Linked DNA regions of Sus scrofa: all the other regions are linked to region 3. Evidence: chromatin contacts called from public Hi-C and HiChIP or PLAC-seq data. All regions are on one chromosome and are shown on one strand. Each heading gives the region's core, a stretch centred on a gene start, on an enhancer-like site or on the middle of the called end of the contact. The rest is flanking DNA. Distances are from core to core; before and after follow the strand shown.

Evidence for each region. A called contact is a pair of places that touch in the nucleus more often than the background predicts. HiChIP or PLAC-seq counts read pairs in DNA pulled down with a chosen protein or histone mark.
Region 1: a contact with region 3 is called in a Hi-C map of liver, with 5 times the contacts expected there. The contact joins two enhancer-like sites. A contact is called at or near these places in 1 of 5 promoter capture datasets (liver), 10 of 47 Hi-C or Micro-C datasets (alveolar macrophages, blood, embryonic fibroblasts and 4 more) and 2 of 2 datasets of contacts at active chromatin or transcription factors (alveolar macrophages and skeletal muscle).
Region 2: a contact with region 3 is called in an H3K27ac HiChIP or PLAC-seq map of alveolar macrophages. The contact joins the promoter of ANKRD44 here to the enhancer-like site in region 3. A contact is called at or near these places in 3 of 5 promoter capture datasets (fetal liver, fetal skeletal muscle and liver), 29 of 47 Hi-C or Micro-C datasets (alveolar macrophages, blood, embryonic fibroblasts and 12 more) and 2 of 2 datasets of contacts at active chromatin or transcription factors (alveolar macrophages and skeletal muscle).
Region 4: an H3K27ac HiChIP or PLAC-seq map of alveolar macrophages shows a contact between it and region 3. The contact joins two enhancer-like sites. A contact is called at or near these places in 2 of 47 Hi-C or Micro-C datasets (embryonic fibroblasts and fibroblasts) and 2 of 2 datasets of contacts at active chromatin or transcription factors (alveolar macrophages and skeletal muscle).

What each region holds. Positions count from the first base shown.
Region 1 is chr15:100,977,897-100,981,597 of Sscrofa11.1, reverse strand. All of the region lies in intron 10 of ANKRD44 (serine/threonine-protein phosphatase 6 regulatory ankyrin repeat subunit B), which reads left to right. Among named protein-coding and RNA genes, the nearest start is that of PGAP1, 160 kb to the right of the region's middle. Within about 2 kb of position 1,562, at least 3 of the 83 cell types and tissues checked have an H3K27ac peak or open chromatin away from gene starts, as enhancers often do. A contact at or near this core is called in liver, where this site is marked.
Region 2 is chr15:101,208,938-101,212,735 of Sscrofa11.1, reverse strand. It overlaps ANKRD44 (serine/threonine-protein phosphatase 6 regulatory ankyrin repeat subunit B), which reads left to right and starts at 1,564. Exons shown (of 28, transcript XM_021076238.1): 1 at 1,564-1,818. The coding sequence starts at 1,792.
Region 3 is chr15:101,091,604-101,095,418 of Sscrofa11.1, reverse strand. The region is part of intron 1 of ANKRD44 (serine/threonine-protein phosphatase 6 regulatory ankyrin repeat subunit B); the gene reads left to right. Among named protein-coding and RNA genes, the nearest start is that of ANKRD44, 120 kb to the left of the region's middle. Within about 2 kb of position 2,543, at least 18 of the 83 cell types and tissues checked have an H3K27ac peak or open chromatin away from gene starts, as enhancers often do. A contact at or near this core is called in alveolar macrophages, fetal liver, liver and 2 more, where this site is marked.
Region 4 is chr15:101,176,520-101,180,400 of Sscrofa11.1, reverse strand. The region is part of intron 1 of ANKRD44 (serine/threonine-protein phosphatase 6 regulatory ankyrin repeat subunit B); the gene reads left to right. Among named protein-coding and RNA genes, the nearest start is that of ANKRD44, 33 kb to the left of the region's middle. Within about 2 kb of position 2,085, at least 4 of the 83 cell types and tissues checked have an H3K27ac peak or open chromatin away from gene starts, as enhancers often do. A contact at or near this core is called in alveolar macrophages, where this site is marked.

The DNA.
Region 1 (3,701 bases), core at 313-2,812, 110 kb after region 3:
GTAGACTGTACCATTGTGCTAAACACAAATTAAATTTGATCTAAATTAAGTGACTTTTAATGACACTTGCAAGGAAGAACCAATTTTATTTTTTAGCTACATCAGAAAGAAGTCTATTCTAGTGGTTTTAATTAAGGAAATTTGAACTTTATTCCTAACTCTGCCTTTTTAATATTCTTTTTCCCCCAATTTTCAGTGTTAGTTAAGCAGGAAGAATAAAGCATAATTGGGCAAACTCAAATTTATTGAGGGTGTTGTTTTGCATATTAATGACCCGTATTAACGGTATGGTTATAGAATGCAATTGAATAAATCTGCTACGTTGGGAAGGGGGACCTGACTTCATTTTGTACTTCAATTCAACAAGAGTATTTAAAACATCTATATGAGTCTGTCGCAATGCTGGGTGCTATGGGAAATGTCGGAAGTTACCTGGTTGGTATCCTCCCGGAGCTCATAATTTTGTTGGAAGCCCAAGGCCCCACTAAAACAAAGAACCGTGCAAGATAGTATTTAATGAAGTTCAAAATGAAACAGGACTTTAATGGCAAAATGTTTGGTGTAAGCTATACGAACCATAGCGTGTAGATAGGAAGAGGAGAGCTCAAGGGTGGCCACAGTTTTCAAGGAGAAGGTGAGTTTTAGGTAGGCTTTGGAGGATGGAATTATGAGTAGAGCAGTGAGTGGCAGGAAGAGATAAGGCTCTGGGAAAAGCTTAGCCTGGCAGGGTAGAGGGTGTGTGATGGTGTGTGCTCTGCCCAGAGGCAGTATTATATCACGGTTGGGAGCCCAGGCTTTCCTGGGCACCAGCTGGGCTCCAATCCAAGCTGCCTCACTTGTGAGCTGTGTGACCTTCAGCCTGTTGCTCAATCTCTGTGCTTTGATTTCCTCATTTGAAAAATCAGAGTAATAGTAGTACCTCCTATAAGTTTGTGATGAAGATTAAAGGACTTAATTATTAGTAAAGCTTTCTGGTATATGTTAAGATCTGTGTGATTGTGAGTTATATAAATACATCTGCTAAGGTTATTCAACATGATAATCCCTATTAAAAGCTTTTGGGGAGTTCCCGTCATGGGTCAGTAGTAATGAACCTGATTAGTATCCGCGAGGACATGGGTTTGATCCCTGGCCTCTCTCTGTGGGTTATGGATCTGGTGTTGCCGGGAGCTGTGGTGTAGGTCGCAGACGTGGCTTGGATCCCACATTGCCGTGGCTGTGGCGTAGGCCGGTAGCTGCAGCCCCAATTCGACCCCTAGCCTGGGAATTTCCATATGCTGCGGGTTCAGCCCTAAAAAAAAACTCTTTGAACAGTGCCTGGCACATAGTAAACAATCAATAAATGTTGACTATTAATTTATTGCTCAGTAACATGTAGTATAGTCAAATTAAAGAGGGTCTTAAATGCTTCAATAAAGAGTTTGGCCTTGACCATAGAAACTGGGGATAATAACTGAATCTTTAGGAAAGGAAAACTACAAAGGCAGGGTTATATTAGGAATTGTAATTTATTTGTCAAGTGTTGTGCAATAGAATCAAAAATCTTGGCAGAGAATGAACCAGAATTGAAATGGTCCAGGGCATGGTGCATTCTGGTGGCCCTCCGGGCTCCCGGGCTGGTGGTGGAGATGAGATCAAGAGCAAATGACTGCAGCGTCATGAGGTGTGTTATGATGGAGGTTTGGACCAGGGAAACACTGAAGAGATGACATTTCAGCAAAAGAAGGATGGGTAGGAGTTTGCCACATGGCAAACTGAATTGTGTGAGATAAAAAAGATAGAGGGGGAAGCAGGGAAGCACATTCCAGGAAGAGGGAACAGTATTTACAAAGGCACAAATATGTGACCATATCCAAAAGCAGATTCCCAAGCCTGGACTACCTGATCTAGGGGGAGTGGAATGAGATGAGGTGGAAAGGCAGGAAGAGCCACACTACAAAGGATCACAATTGTCTTGCTAAGGAGTTGGGTTCCATGCTGAGGCATTCAGAAGCTGTTAAGGAATTATAATTGTATTGGGGAAATAACTATTTTAAAAATAGTAATAATTTTTAAAAAATGAAAGAAAAAAAAAAAGAATTGTAAGTGGGTGTAGGGTAGCTTGTGTCCGATGATCCCATTTGTGTGTGAGAAAGATTGCTCTAATTGCAATCCAGACAGATTGGAGGTGGTCCAGACTAGAAGCACTGGGCAGCCTCTTGCAAATGTCCAGAGAAGAAAAGATGCGGGCTCAGGCTAAGGACAAAACTGAGGGCGGTCAGAGGAGAGGTACACTGACGAACAGCAAGAACACTGGGTTGTCTCAGAAGAGAAAGGGATCTGCTTTAAGTCAAAGGGCCTTTTTGATTGGGAGGTTGCAGATCAAAAGAAGCAGCTCAATTTCCTGGCGAGAACAGCGTGCTAGGATCAGAAGGCTTTGACCAGATTCTAGAGTTCCCAAGCAGGTCATGGCTACCCAAAGGCAGGGATCCTAAATGTGTCAGTTAAGCAGAAGTAAATGATTTGGGCACAAACCAACTTCACTTGTGATGTGTTAATATTTTCAGTGGTGTTTTCTTTAACTTGTTAGCCAAAGAACCATGAATTTCTGATTTTCTTTCAGATTTGAACCGTTTGAGAGATAAACTGGCCAAATGTTTACTTAAAATTTGCCAAAAAAACTCAATAAGCACAAAGCCTCTTTCCTTGTAATTATTTTACCTTCATTTTATGCAAACACATACTATGTGGCAAAAGTGCCTTAGGAATGACATTATTATTCAAGTAGCCTTTCCTTCCATTGACCGTGCTGTGTCCTGAGGACATTGATGAGGGAAACGCTGTTCCAGCTCCAAGAGCCATATGCTTTCTTCTGTCTCAGCATATTTGGGGATAAGACCTGCTCCCTTCAGTAACAGTGGTTCATTGAGGGTAGCAATGGTGTGTGTATCTGTGTGTGTCTGAGTATATATATATAGTGGTGGTGGGGGAACCATCTAAGGAGAAAATACCAAAATGAGGAGAAGGGAAATTCTCTGACGGCCTAACGGGTTGAAGCTCCTGCATTCTCACCACCGTGTTGGCTTTGGTTGCTGCTGTGTGGTGTAGGTTCGATCCCTGGCCCAGGATTTCCCACATACTGCCTGTGTGGCAAAACAAACAAACAGAGAACCTGAAATAAATATTGCAAATCTCATTTAAAACAAAAAACATGGAGTTCCCATCGTGGCTCAGCAGAAACAAATCCAACTAGGAACCATGAGGTTGCAGGTTTGATCCCTGGCCTCCCTCAGTGGGTTAAGAATCTGGCATTGCTCTGAGTTGTGGTGTAGGTCGCAGACGCAGCTTGGACCTGATGTGGCTGTGGCTGTGGCATAGGCCAGAAGCTGTAACTCCAATTGGACCCCTAGCCTGGGAACCTCCATATGCCGTGGAGGTAAAAAGCAAAAAAACAAAAAACAAAAAACCCAAACAAATGAACAAGAAACAAACAAAGGGAGGAGGAGGAGAGTTGCAGAAGATAAAATTTGCTAAAGCTCCTCCCCACAAAGATCACTGTGCTCTGGTCTCCTTGTAGAGTTAGAAAGGGTAGCTCATTAAAGAGGAGAAAAACAGGCCTTTCTTTCTGTAAATAAGTAAACAAGGAGCATTTATGAAAATCACTTACCTTCATAAACAAAATGGCCAGTGTATTTTTAAAGATCTCTTTATGGCAAGTGTTA
Region 2 (3,798 bases), core at 315-2,814, 120 kb before region 3:
CTTTGTGTTTGAGGGAGGCCTTAGGAGGGAAATTTTTTTTAGTCTCTGTGCATTACTGAAGATTAGTGGAGTGGAGGCCAGGAGAGTGATTTCTTGGTTCCCCTTGTCTTCGTGATCTGAATCACAAGTCCATGGTTAGATAATAAATGGGGGATGCTAAGAGCATGCTACCATTCTCTCCTCTCCTTTCTCAGCAGACTGGGGAGGCTCAGAAGTTAGGAACGAAGAGCCCACCTTTACTTTGTGAATGAAGGGTAGCTATTTGGTCTTGCCCCAGGAACTGCAGTTCTGGTTTGCTGTTCAATGCAAGTCTGCTCCCTGCCATGCCAGGGGCATGTGGGGCTGCCTGGGAGCAGCACCCCATGTACTTGCCTACCCAGCCCTTCCTCCTGCAGAATCTCACCTCTTGTCACTTCCCAGGGAAGCCTATCCTCACCTACCAGTCTGGTCTGATTCCTGCATCACAGATTCCTTTCAGGAGTATTTCTCCCCCCGCCCCCAACCCTTATCTCAGCCTGTAATTACATTCATTAGTGATGACCACTTCATTCGTGTCAGACACCCCCTATGACTGGGTATCTGGAATATTTATGCTCCCCCTTTCCTTCTGTGGTACAAAGTCAGCACTCAGTACAGGGTTGTTGAAGGAATCGTTTGCTCGGAATTCCAGAAGTATCAACTCTTCACTATGTGTATGAATATGACCATCGTGTATGCATCTCTCGCTGTTTGACAGCTGGGTCTTCTATCTGTTGAATAGCATCGTTATCTGGAATGAGTCAGAACTGGTGGAAACACTCAAGGGCCCATTAATGCGGTAATTTAGGATCGCTTTTCTTCTCCAGTAATTCCACTTTACCTCCTTCCCTCCCAATGTTTGAATTTAATGATGGGCTTCTGTGTGTTCTAGCTGGGAGGTAGGTGGAGAAAAAGGCGAAAGGGCCAAAGCCCGAATCCCCACCCTCAAGTTTTGAAAAACACTTGCTAAAGAATGTGTGTGTGTGTGTGTGGGGGGGGCTCCCCGCTTTAGATAACGAGAGCATTAGCACTGTGGTACCTGACCCAGGTGTGATCATTTGATGTACTGGACTGTTTCCGGACAGGGGAGAGGTTTAGGGGAAGGCCAATCTAGAGTGTGACCCAGCCTCCCAGTCTCCCGGGTTAAAACTTTGGTGCAGCCTTTCTTACCCCTCGGGGTGTGCCAGCAGGACTTGCTCATCAGGTTGTACGACCGTGTGTGTTTGTGTGCGTGGGACGGGGCGAAGGAGGGTCACGAGCAGCCCCTGGGGATGCCTTTAACCGCGCACGTCCTGGGTCTGGGGGTGGGGGCAGCCGGGGCGACCCTGGGGCCGATATCCCGCTCGCCCCGGGCGCAATGTGCAGGTGCGGAAAGCAGGCGGCAGTCTGGGCCCACGGCGGCGCGCCGAGCACGAGCGGGCGTCGGGGGCCCGCGGGCTGCGAGGCGCGGCCGCGGGCGGCAGGAGGCAGCGTCGGCCAGGCGGCGCGGCGGCGAGCGAGGCAGCGCGCGGTGATGTCAGTGGCGGCCCGGCTGGCAGCAGCCGGTACTTCCTGTATAAAGGCGGGCGGGCTCGGCTGCAAACCCTACTAGCCAGTGTCAGCCTCTCGGCGGGAGGAGGAAGAGGCGGCGGAGGAGGAGCATAGGGAGGGCTGTCAAATTCGGGAGCCAGATTTTTTTCCCTTCCCCTGGCAATCCCTTCCGCTTCCCCGGCTCCTGGCGTGACATCTGTGGACCGGGAACCTGTATGTGTGTGCGCGCGAAGGAGCAGAAGAATGGCAGTGCTCAAACTCACCGACCAGGTAGGGGGCGGCGGCGCCGGCGCCGGCGGGCGGGACGCGCGGGGCGGCGCGGAGCCCCGGCGGGGGGATGGGGGCGCGGCGCGGAGCGCGCCCGCGAGCTGTTTACTCGCGGCGAAGGGGAGGAGTGTGTGTGGCCGCCGGCTCCTCTGAAAGCCGGCGGCTGAGGCTCTCCTTCCCGGCGCTGCCCGGCGCGGGGCATTCGGAACTGCGGGCTCGGCCAGGGGCGCCTTGGGGACTGAGGAAGGGGGTGCGCGGGGGTGCGTTGTCCGCGGGCCCGGGCTGGGCAGGGGGAGGGGAGGCTTGAGGTGCGCCTCCGGCGCTGCGCAGCGTGGGCTCCGCCAGCCCGTGCGGGCCGAGAGGAGGCTGGTCCGCGCCGCCGGCAGGAGGACCGTGGATGGAGAGGGAAAAGGGATCACAGCCTGCGGACCCCTTTCCAAGCCAAGCCGTAGACCCGCCCTGACAGCGATTCTTGTGTGGTCGGGCTGTCTTTATCCTTTTGACATGACATTTTGACTTCCTCTTTAGTAACCCAGAGGCAGTGTGCGTGGTGCGCGATGGGGACTCTTGGAGACCGCGCTCTGGGCCCTGGCCGGGCTCTCCCAGGAGGAGAAGTCCGGTCCGGGGCTCCCTTCTCAGGTAGTGGGCTACCCTCTGTGTGTGTTCATCAGTTTTGTTGCTTTCCGGTTGAGACACCGCACAGGGCAGCCCTGGAGTCCTGGATCGGAGAGGTGGGGTTATTGCTGACTCGCCTGACAGTCCTTGCTGCGGGTCTGTGGAATGGAAATACCCTGCCTTTGCGGACTGTGCTGCTCTGAGGACCTTGACACTCACAGGCGCCCAAGCAAGTTGCATGACAAAACTCTGCAGCTTCTTCCACGAAAGAAGGAAACAGCTTGCTTTTTTCTTCTTCTGCCGTTTATTCATACATGGTGGAACGAACATTGTTTTGTGGTCCTAATAGGCGGAGAGGCAGTCTTGACTTTGACACACGCGGTCGAACATGCCAGTCCTTGGTGTTAAACAGCTTCCTAAGTGGGTTGCATCTGGTGCCTCGCCGTCCTCAGTTTATGTCCTAAGTCAGAACCCCTGCGACTTAAATGCGATCCATCACCACAGTGGTTTGCTCTCCTGCCTTCAGATTCAAAGTTTTGCTTTGTTTTCCATAAGTATTTACAGGCTTTTTAAATTTTCTTTTTGTGGGGGAGGGATCACTTAATTAAGATTTATGTTACCCTTAAATTTAGCAGGAGGAGCAGCTGGTAATCTTGATGAATCTACTTGTTCCCATTGGTTCCAGAGCATTTAAAAGTGTAAATTGATATTCGTTTAGGCTTCCCTCCACCTTCTGGGCACATACTTCGACAACTGTTAGACATTTGCTTGTTTTAAATCTTCCAGTTTTAGTCGGCTTTGGTCTTGTCATCTTTGCCAGTGCAAGTTACTGTGCTTCTCTGTTAATTCCTAAGTCTTCAAAGTATAAAAAGTGCTTCTCATAGGCTTTATTGTCATTGTCACGTACACAGAAGAATTTCACGTGGAATTTTGGAGCTGGAAAGGATGCCAACGATGATCTTCACCCAATTTCTTCATTTTTTTTAAATGGAGAAACTGAAGTCTAGAGAAGGGAAGCCTGTCTTCCCGAGGACCCAGCTGTTGAGCTGTAGGAGATGTACCCCTTCTCCTGCTTTGCAGGCTCCTGTGCTTTCTGCTAAAGGTTAAGACACCTCTGTCTTCTCACTGGATGTGTTCAAAGGCTGCCAAGAAGGCATCATCTCCTCGATCAAGATCAACACCCGCGAGAAATGTATTACTTGGTTTTAGAAAGAAAGGAAGTTATTCTCCAGGACTTACCAGAGTAGGACTTACAAAGATGTTTTTCTCTTAAGTGTTTCTGAATATATCCCTACCCTTCCCCTCAAACTCGTAACTATGGTGAGAAAGAGTAGTGTAACCTTCATTTGATTCCTGACACATGAAAGG
Region 3 (3,815 bases), core at 1,294-3,793:
TCTACCTCCCGGCCTACCTTCCTTCTCTCGTGCTCCAGCCAAATGAAACTGCTCCCTGTACGCGTTTAGTCTTCTGCTCGGGTTCTTCTGAGGTAGAAGCACACCCTTCCCAACTCACTCACCTCTGTCTGTTTAAATCCTTCTTTCAGGAAGCCAGATGCAGCCTCTCTCCTGTCATTGTGTGCATCTCCCATGGTGTTTACCTTCTACTCATGTCGTGTGTGTTCACATACTTCCTCTTACACTTTGGTAACTTATCAAGGGAGAGACTGACTATAACATCTTAGTGCTGAATTTCTTACCTTTAGTAAATTTCTTACACTTAATCAATCTTTACTGATTTGAATGTAATTGTTATCTGAAATATACCAGATTAATTTTTTTTAACTTAAAAAAATTTTTTTAGGGCCGCACCCACGGTTTATGGAGGTTCCCAGGCTAGGGGTCGAATTGGAGCTCCAGCTGCCAGCCTACACCACAGCTACAGATCCAAGCCGGGTCTGTGATCTCCACCACAGCTCATGGCAATGCTGGATTCTTAACCCACTAAGCGAGGCCAGGGATTGAACCCACCACCTCATGGTTCCTAGTCGGATTCCTTTCCACTGCGCCACAGCAGGATCTCCCTACCATATTAATTAAAAAAACCAAAAAACAAAAAACAAAACATGTTGTGTTGGCCCAGTGCTTTGCAGAGAAATAAAGGAAATATGAACTGGGTTGGTGTTCCCGTAAGGAAATACGATGCCACTGTCCTTGTGTGCAGAAGTTCCCATTTTATATAATCAAATGTTTTTCAGTCTCCTGGACTCCTTTTCCTTATCATTTCCCTTTGCTATCTGTCACTGAATGCCCTTGTCATGACATTGGATGGGGAAATTGGACAGATGCTTCCTGGAAGACTACACTGAGAGGATCCCTCGTAGATTCGCCTTCCTTGTGTCTTTCCTGGTTTTGTGGGCAGCAGGGGACCCTCCAGGCATCTCAGGCAGAGAGTAGTGGATGTCCTGGTCAACCCAGTGCCTTGGGTGTGAAAGTGGTTTGACCAGAGAGGGCCAGGAAGGTGTCTCCCTAATCCTCCATCTGGTTCCCAGGGGAGAGATGGTGAGAGTTTAACTGCTGCCTCCCTTTCTAAGGAATGAATATGGAATTCAAAGAAAAAGAACTACAGTCAGAAGAGGAGGTTTAAAGGGAAATTCTCATGGGCTTTGGAAAGACTTGACTGGGCAAAAGGTGGCTTTTGAGAGAATCCAGGTTCTAACAGACCCAATTTGGAGTTTGCCTGAATCATGAGTGACTTCATGTGACTGAGTTAATTCATCTATCTCGTATGTGGTCATTCCACCCCCCTCAGATATAACAGGAAATTGCCACCTTCCCAGTGAATGCCCTGTATTCCTACACATTGATTTTGTTTTTAAAGGACACCTGGATTGCTCTATTTGCCTTCCAATTCCATATATTCTCAAAAGGTATTATTACTCTAGATCACAAGAGAATATTACTATAATTAACTTTCTGTCATTTTTTAAAGGAACACTATGTTAGCGTTGTCCTTATTATGATAAGGGATGCAATACCAGATATTAATAAAAAGTCATGTTTGTACATTGCATCCTAAAACAGAGAACTGCTTTCTGCATCCGCACAGAGAAATTACACTGAATACACTTATTACCTTAAAATTCATCTTCTGGCCATATGCATTTTTTTTCCCCACAAAAATCACTAAAGTGGCTTATATTGATTAACATTGTTAAATTACCATTAATATTTGATACCACATGAATTCAGTGTGCTCTAACATACAATTATACTGAGAATGTAAGCAAAGCTAAGCTAGGAAATAAAACTTCTATAAAAATTTCTCAAAATAGGAAGCCACTGTAGAAGTATATTGTTGTTCCTTTTGTTTCACTAAAATTATACTGATGTAAATATGCAGCAAAAACTAACCTCTTGGATCCATTTTGCTCTTGCTTAAATTAACTTTCTCTAAATGTTAACTCCTGAACACTGCTTAATTGACTTAGCTAAAGTTTAGATTTGATCTCAAGCCATTTGAAACTAGACAGAGTGAAAAAAGATGTGGGTAGTTGGCAGCGGAGTCCAATAAAAATATGGCATTTGGCAGAGTATGTCTGCGTTGTTTTGCTTTGCTTTTTTTCTCTTTATGGTTGTGGCCTATTTTTGAAATGCTATGATTTAAATTCAGTGCTCAAGTGACAAGTCTGACAAAACAGAACTTATTTCCATGGAGGTTCTGTTGGGGAAAAGATGGAAGTGTTCCAGGAGCTAAAGGAAGTAACCTTAGTTTCACCTGGAAACAGTAGTGTCTCGGGGGCAGGAGATTTGGGCTATATATAAAGAGTAAAGGAAAGGAGCCAAGAGGCTGAGCCAAATTTGCATCCAGGAATAGAGCAACATCAAAGAATTAAAAGCAGTTATCTGTTGTTTCCACAGTATCTCTGTACACTGCAGTTGGGGAGCCGGAGGTAAATGAAGATCAGAAAGTTCTCTCCTGGGATGCCTTGGGTTGCAGCAATGGTCTTCTAACTGAGCTCCCTAGCTCCATTCTCTCCTCCCCCAAAGCTCAGCCCACGCTGTGGCCAGATGAAATGTTTGCAAAAACTCTGTGTCGTTTTCTTGCTCAAGACCTCCAGTTCCTGTTTGCTCTGAAGATTGAGTTAAAACTCCTTCTGCTGGCGTGGTGCTTCCCCCAGCCCATTTCTTTTTTTTCCTCCTCCCCCTAATCTCATCATCTCCTAGTCTCCACCATGAAAAATGCACTCCACACTCTCATTCAAAATCCACTTTGCAGCCTACCTTCTCTCTGATAGCTCAATCTAGACAGAGCTGCCCTCCGCCTGACCTCCAGGTTGAAAGATTGTAGCTTTTTGTTTTCCAACTTGTGGCAAGATTGTTTATTTTGTTAGTTATTTTGTTGGGGGTAACTATGTCTAGAAACAGATACACATAGATAGTCACTCTCTGTGCACATACATGTATGTATATGTATACACAGACACACAGAAGAGATATGGAGACATTTTCCCTTATGAGTGTAAACAGCATATCTCTATACAGAAAATACACTGAAACGGAGGCTGTACAGCAGAAATTGGTACACTGTTGTAAATGAACTATATTTTCATCATAAAAAAAGATACTGAAGCTGAATTCCTCGTCAGGAATTATTTGTTTATTCTGTATTGTATTGTATTGTAGTCACATGACAGGTGAGAGAAAGAAAGTACTGAGCCGGGAGAATCAAGAAAATTAAATTCTGGCCTCAACTTTGCCCTAACAGGCACATCATTTGACCCCCCTCACAGCTCCAGAGAGGGAATTAATCTCCTGGATGACCATCAGGAGATCATAAAGAAAAAGTATAATGGTATATGTTTGTAATAATCTTTCATAGTAAAATTATGATTTCACTCCCCATCCAGTGGACATAAATATGAGGCAGAGTTGGATTAGTCAAGAGAGATGATGTATTAGTCAGGAGAGTTGCTGTTATTTGACTTTATAGATTAGACCCCTGAGTACAGAGAGATTGTGCAACATTTTTGAGGTTGCCTGGTGTAACAAAGGCCAAGTCAGGCTCTGTGTGATTTTCAGTCCCCTGCCTGTGTGTAACTGCTTCTTTTCCCAGTGTGATGGACCCCTCTGCTTTACTGGTGGTGTTGAGTGGGTTATAATCCTAACTTATTTGTTCTATACATTTTAAGGACAGCTCCCCGCATCCCCAATTTTTCCTACTGTAGCATGGTTGGACATAAAAGCTCTTGCCTTGAAAAAAAAAAAATCTT
Region 4 (3,881 bases), core at 836-3,335, 85 kb before region 3:
CCTTTGTGCTTTCGCTCCGGTGGCGGCGGCACAGCTTTCCGAGCTCAGCAATATTTGCCCGCGCTGTGTCCAGACGCTTTCTTTTTGTTTCTTAGAGAGATTGCTGATGGAGGTGGAGAGGGGCAGTAGCCTACCTTTCCTTTATGCTAATCTCTTTCTCCTGTTGCCTGTTTCCCATCTGCAGACCGAACACCGCCCCGTGGGACCCAGGGTGATTTTTCTGACCTAGCAATCGCCTCTGAGGATTCTTTGCTTAAACACTCATTAAGCTATTTGACAGCCCTGGGGACAGAGGGAGTTGGCAGTCCTGTCACATGCTTGGGCTGAGAGACAGGGCAGTGATTGGAGAGTGAGGAAGAGAAATCAGATGATTTGAAGGCAGAAGTGTCTGCAAACCTTCAGGCTCAGGGAGGACCAGATTGTGATCATGGTGATTGCAGTAGAGTGAGGGCCGCAAACCTTTTGCAAGCAGCTGCTGTGTGAGGGGAGCAGGTGAGATCCTGGGGGAGCCGGGCCAGAGAGGCTGTGCCCAGGAGCTGCACGATTGGCCTGGGGCGGCTCTGGGATAAGGGAATAAAAAACCACAAGGCAGGGCACACGCAATGCCAGCTGATCTCTATCATGGCAACCCAGGAGGAGAGAGCATTGAGGGTAGGATGTTTCCTGAAAAGCAGCTTTGTGGAGAATATAAGATTTGAGCTGGTTTTCAAATGCCTCCTGGTAGGAGTTTGACAAACTGGGAAGAAGGAGAAAGGGGACATTTGGGACAGAGGTCAGCAAAGCAAGAGAGAAAAAGGAAGCTCTGTGCTGGGTTTCCAGGACTGATGGTGTCAGCAGTTGACCTGGGCAGAGGGTTTGCACAGGTGACTGTGGAAGGAGGGTTGTAAAGAATGCGCTATGCCCAAGAACAACTGCTAAGGAGTTTGGGTTCTCTGGGGAGCCACAGAAGACTTGATCTGGGCTTGTGATGTGTGCAGAGTAGTGTTTTAGGACAGATAATCTAACCACGACCTATAGCACCGATAGCTTATTTACTGCCTGGACTATGGATACTGTTTCTCAAGCCATCCTTTCGTGGGAAAAAATGTTTTATTGTACACAGGTGGGCCCCCGGCATTGCATCAGGAACTGACCTTCATGGCCTTGTTAGTTAGTAGGGGAAATGTTTTATGACCAGCCTCTCTTAAATCCGAGGGGGCAATATGTTATCAGTCTCTGAAATGGGGCTGAATGATGGATATGCGATCGACTGCTAAGCTCAGCCCTGCAGTCACACGGTTATGAAATATTATCCAGCCTGAAACCATAAGAAAAAAAAAAAACCCTCTTAGCCTGATCTACTTCCATCACATGAGATGAGAACCTAGCCTTTAAAGAGACGTGGAAAAACTGGAGAACCGCTGACTACACGAAATGCAAATGTGAATTCCATGTGGAGGCATTCTTCTCTCAGAGGTTTGGGTATTTTCTTCTCTTGAATGTTGGCTCCAGACCACACCACCTGTTTCTGCTCCAAATGTTTCCAAAGTCAAAGGTCTCTGTCTCGGAGATTTGAGACCCTTGCTTGCTGTTGACCCTGTGTCCTTCCTGAAGGAAGGGAAAAAGTTGGAGGGGACGAGATGACGGGCAGAAGGCCTTTGGTCTTTTTGTTGCTAAGAGCTGGGGCCACCAAGCAGTGCTTTAATTGGAAATCTTCCTCGGGGCAATGCACCTGAAAGTTGGGGGAGCGGTGGGAACGGGGTGTAGTACACTGGCCTTAGTCTTGCTCTGGCTTAGCAGAAGAAATTCTCACTGCCTATGGTGATACTGCCTTACTTACGTCTGCTCTCAGGTTGGTGTCAGGCTGGTGCAAAAGAACCTAGAGTTTGATTTGACCAGTGGGTGCTGAGTCTTGATCAGACTAAGATTTTCTTCATCGTGAGAGCCAGGTAGGTCCTCTTCTGACTGTGGTCCTCAGGCTCTCAGTCGTAGTGGGAGCATAGACTGGTCAACAGAGGGAAGGAGCAACGTAGAACCCGTGCATTTTCCTTACGATCCTACAGACAGAGAAGTAACCACACAGCTCTCTCTGACCTGGGACCTCTTGTGCCTTGTGACATATTCTGACTTCCCCTTCGATTAGCCAATCTCATTTCACATCCATGAAAAGTGCAGGCCTCCCCTGTTTTCCTTGTCATTGTCCTTATTCTCCCTCAGACATGTGGCAGCCGTTCCATGAATGACTATAGTTGTAGAACTGTTATTCTTAAATGATGCGACAAATCACTGCTGTAAAGAGTTCATGGAAGCTCCTTGTGTTATGAAGGGCACCCTCATGGCTTGCTGAGATCGCCTCTCTCCCTATCCCTCTTTGAGCTGCTCCCTTGTCGCCCCACTGCCCTGTCCCCGCTTCCAAATGGCTCTTGAGACATTCTGAGCAGGGGTTCTCAAAGTGTGGTCCCCAGGTCAGCAGAATCGGCACCGCCTGCAAATTGTTAAAAAGGTAAATTGTAGGGCCCCGTCCTGGATCGACTGAGTGGGAAACTCTAGGGGTGAGCCCAGCCGTCTGTGGTTTCACAAGCCCCCTAATGATTCTAATACAAGTGAAATTCTGAATGTCTGAGTTTGAGAGACGCTAGGCTTGGCCTCTGAAGAGCCTTGATCTTTCCTTTTATGGGGTTAAAAGTAACTTCTGTATTTACCTGGATGCACATCTAAGGGTCCAAGAATAAAAGCAGAACCTGATGCATTTCATCTTCATTTCTATTCCTTGTTGACAATTTCTGCATTAGAATCAGGAGGCTTAGCCCTTCGCAATTTAACAGCTAGTTAAACACCACTTAACCCCTTAGCACTAGCCAATTGCTTTTCCTTGGAGCACGTTTCCATCCCTACCCTCCCCACCAATACCGTTCTGATTGCTGCAGTCACTCACTATTAGGCTAATTTGCTGCTCTGGGAGACAGTGTGAAGATGGCTCTCTGATTAGGTGGGAATTGATTAAGCAGAAGCTGCTTTGTGCTGTTGCTAGATCAGGGGAAAGCAACCAGAGAGCTTCTAATTCCAAGCCTCCTTCCATCTTGCTGTTGCCTCAGTTAAGTTACTTTTCTATGATTCGTGGCTCATTAGCATTGGTGACTCCCGAGTGTGCCTGTTATCCTTACTGTCTTTCCAGCCATATGTGAATGATATATGCTCAGAATCCCTCGTCCCGGTAATCTCCTTTTGTCATCCTGAATGTTGGTGACAAGATGAATGGCAAGATGAGTCTGGGTTGGAACCTAGGAACCTTGATATATATATATATATATATATATATATATATATATATTTTTTTTTTTTTTTTTACAAGTGCCACAGATGTTTCTGCTGCAGGTGGGCTTCAGACCCCAGTTTTAGAATCTATTCTATGTCATCAAATCCAACATCCCTTTTTATATATTTGTAATATCCTCTTTACCTCCTGAAATGAAACTCACAGAGAACAGGCCTCACTTATACACAGTATTAAACAACAATGTAACTGTCACTGTAATATAAAGAAGTATCATGAAAATAATTTATAATAAAATAGTTTGTTTTTTAGCGTTCCCGTTGTGACTCAGTGGCTTAAGAACCCGGCTAGTATCCATGAGGACCTGGGTTTGATCCTTGTCCCTGATCAGTGAGTTAAGTACTGGGTGTTGCTCTGAGCTGCAGCATAGGTCACAGATACAACTTGGGTCCTGCATTGCTGTGGCTGCATGTAGTCTCTGTGGTGTAGACCAGCAGTTGCATCTCTGATTCAGCCCCTAGCCCAGGAACTTCCATATGCCATCGATGTGGTCCTTAAAAAAAAAAAGGGTTGTTTTTCAATATGTGCACAGCTAGGTTAGAAAACATAGTGAGATTAGCTCTTATAA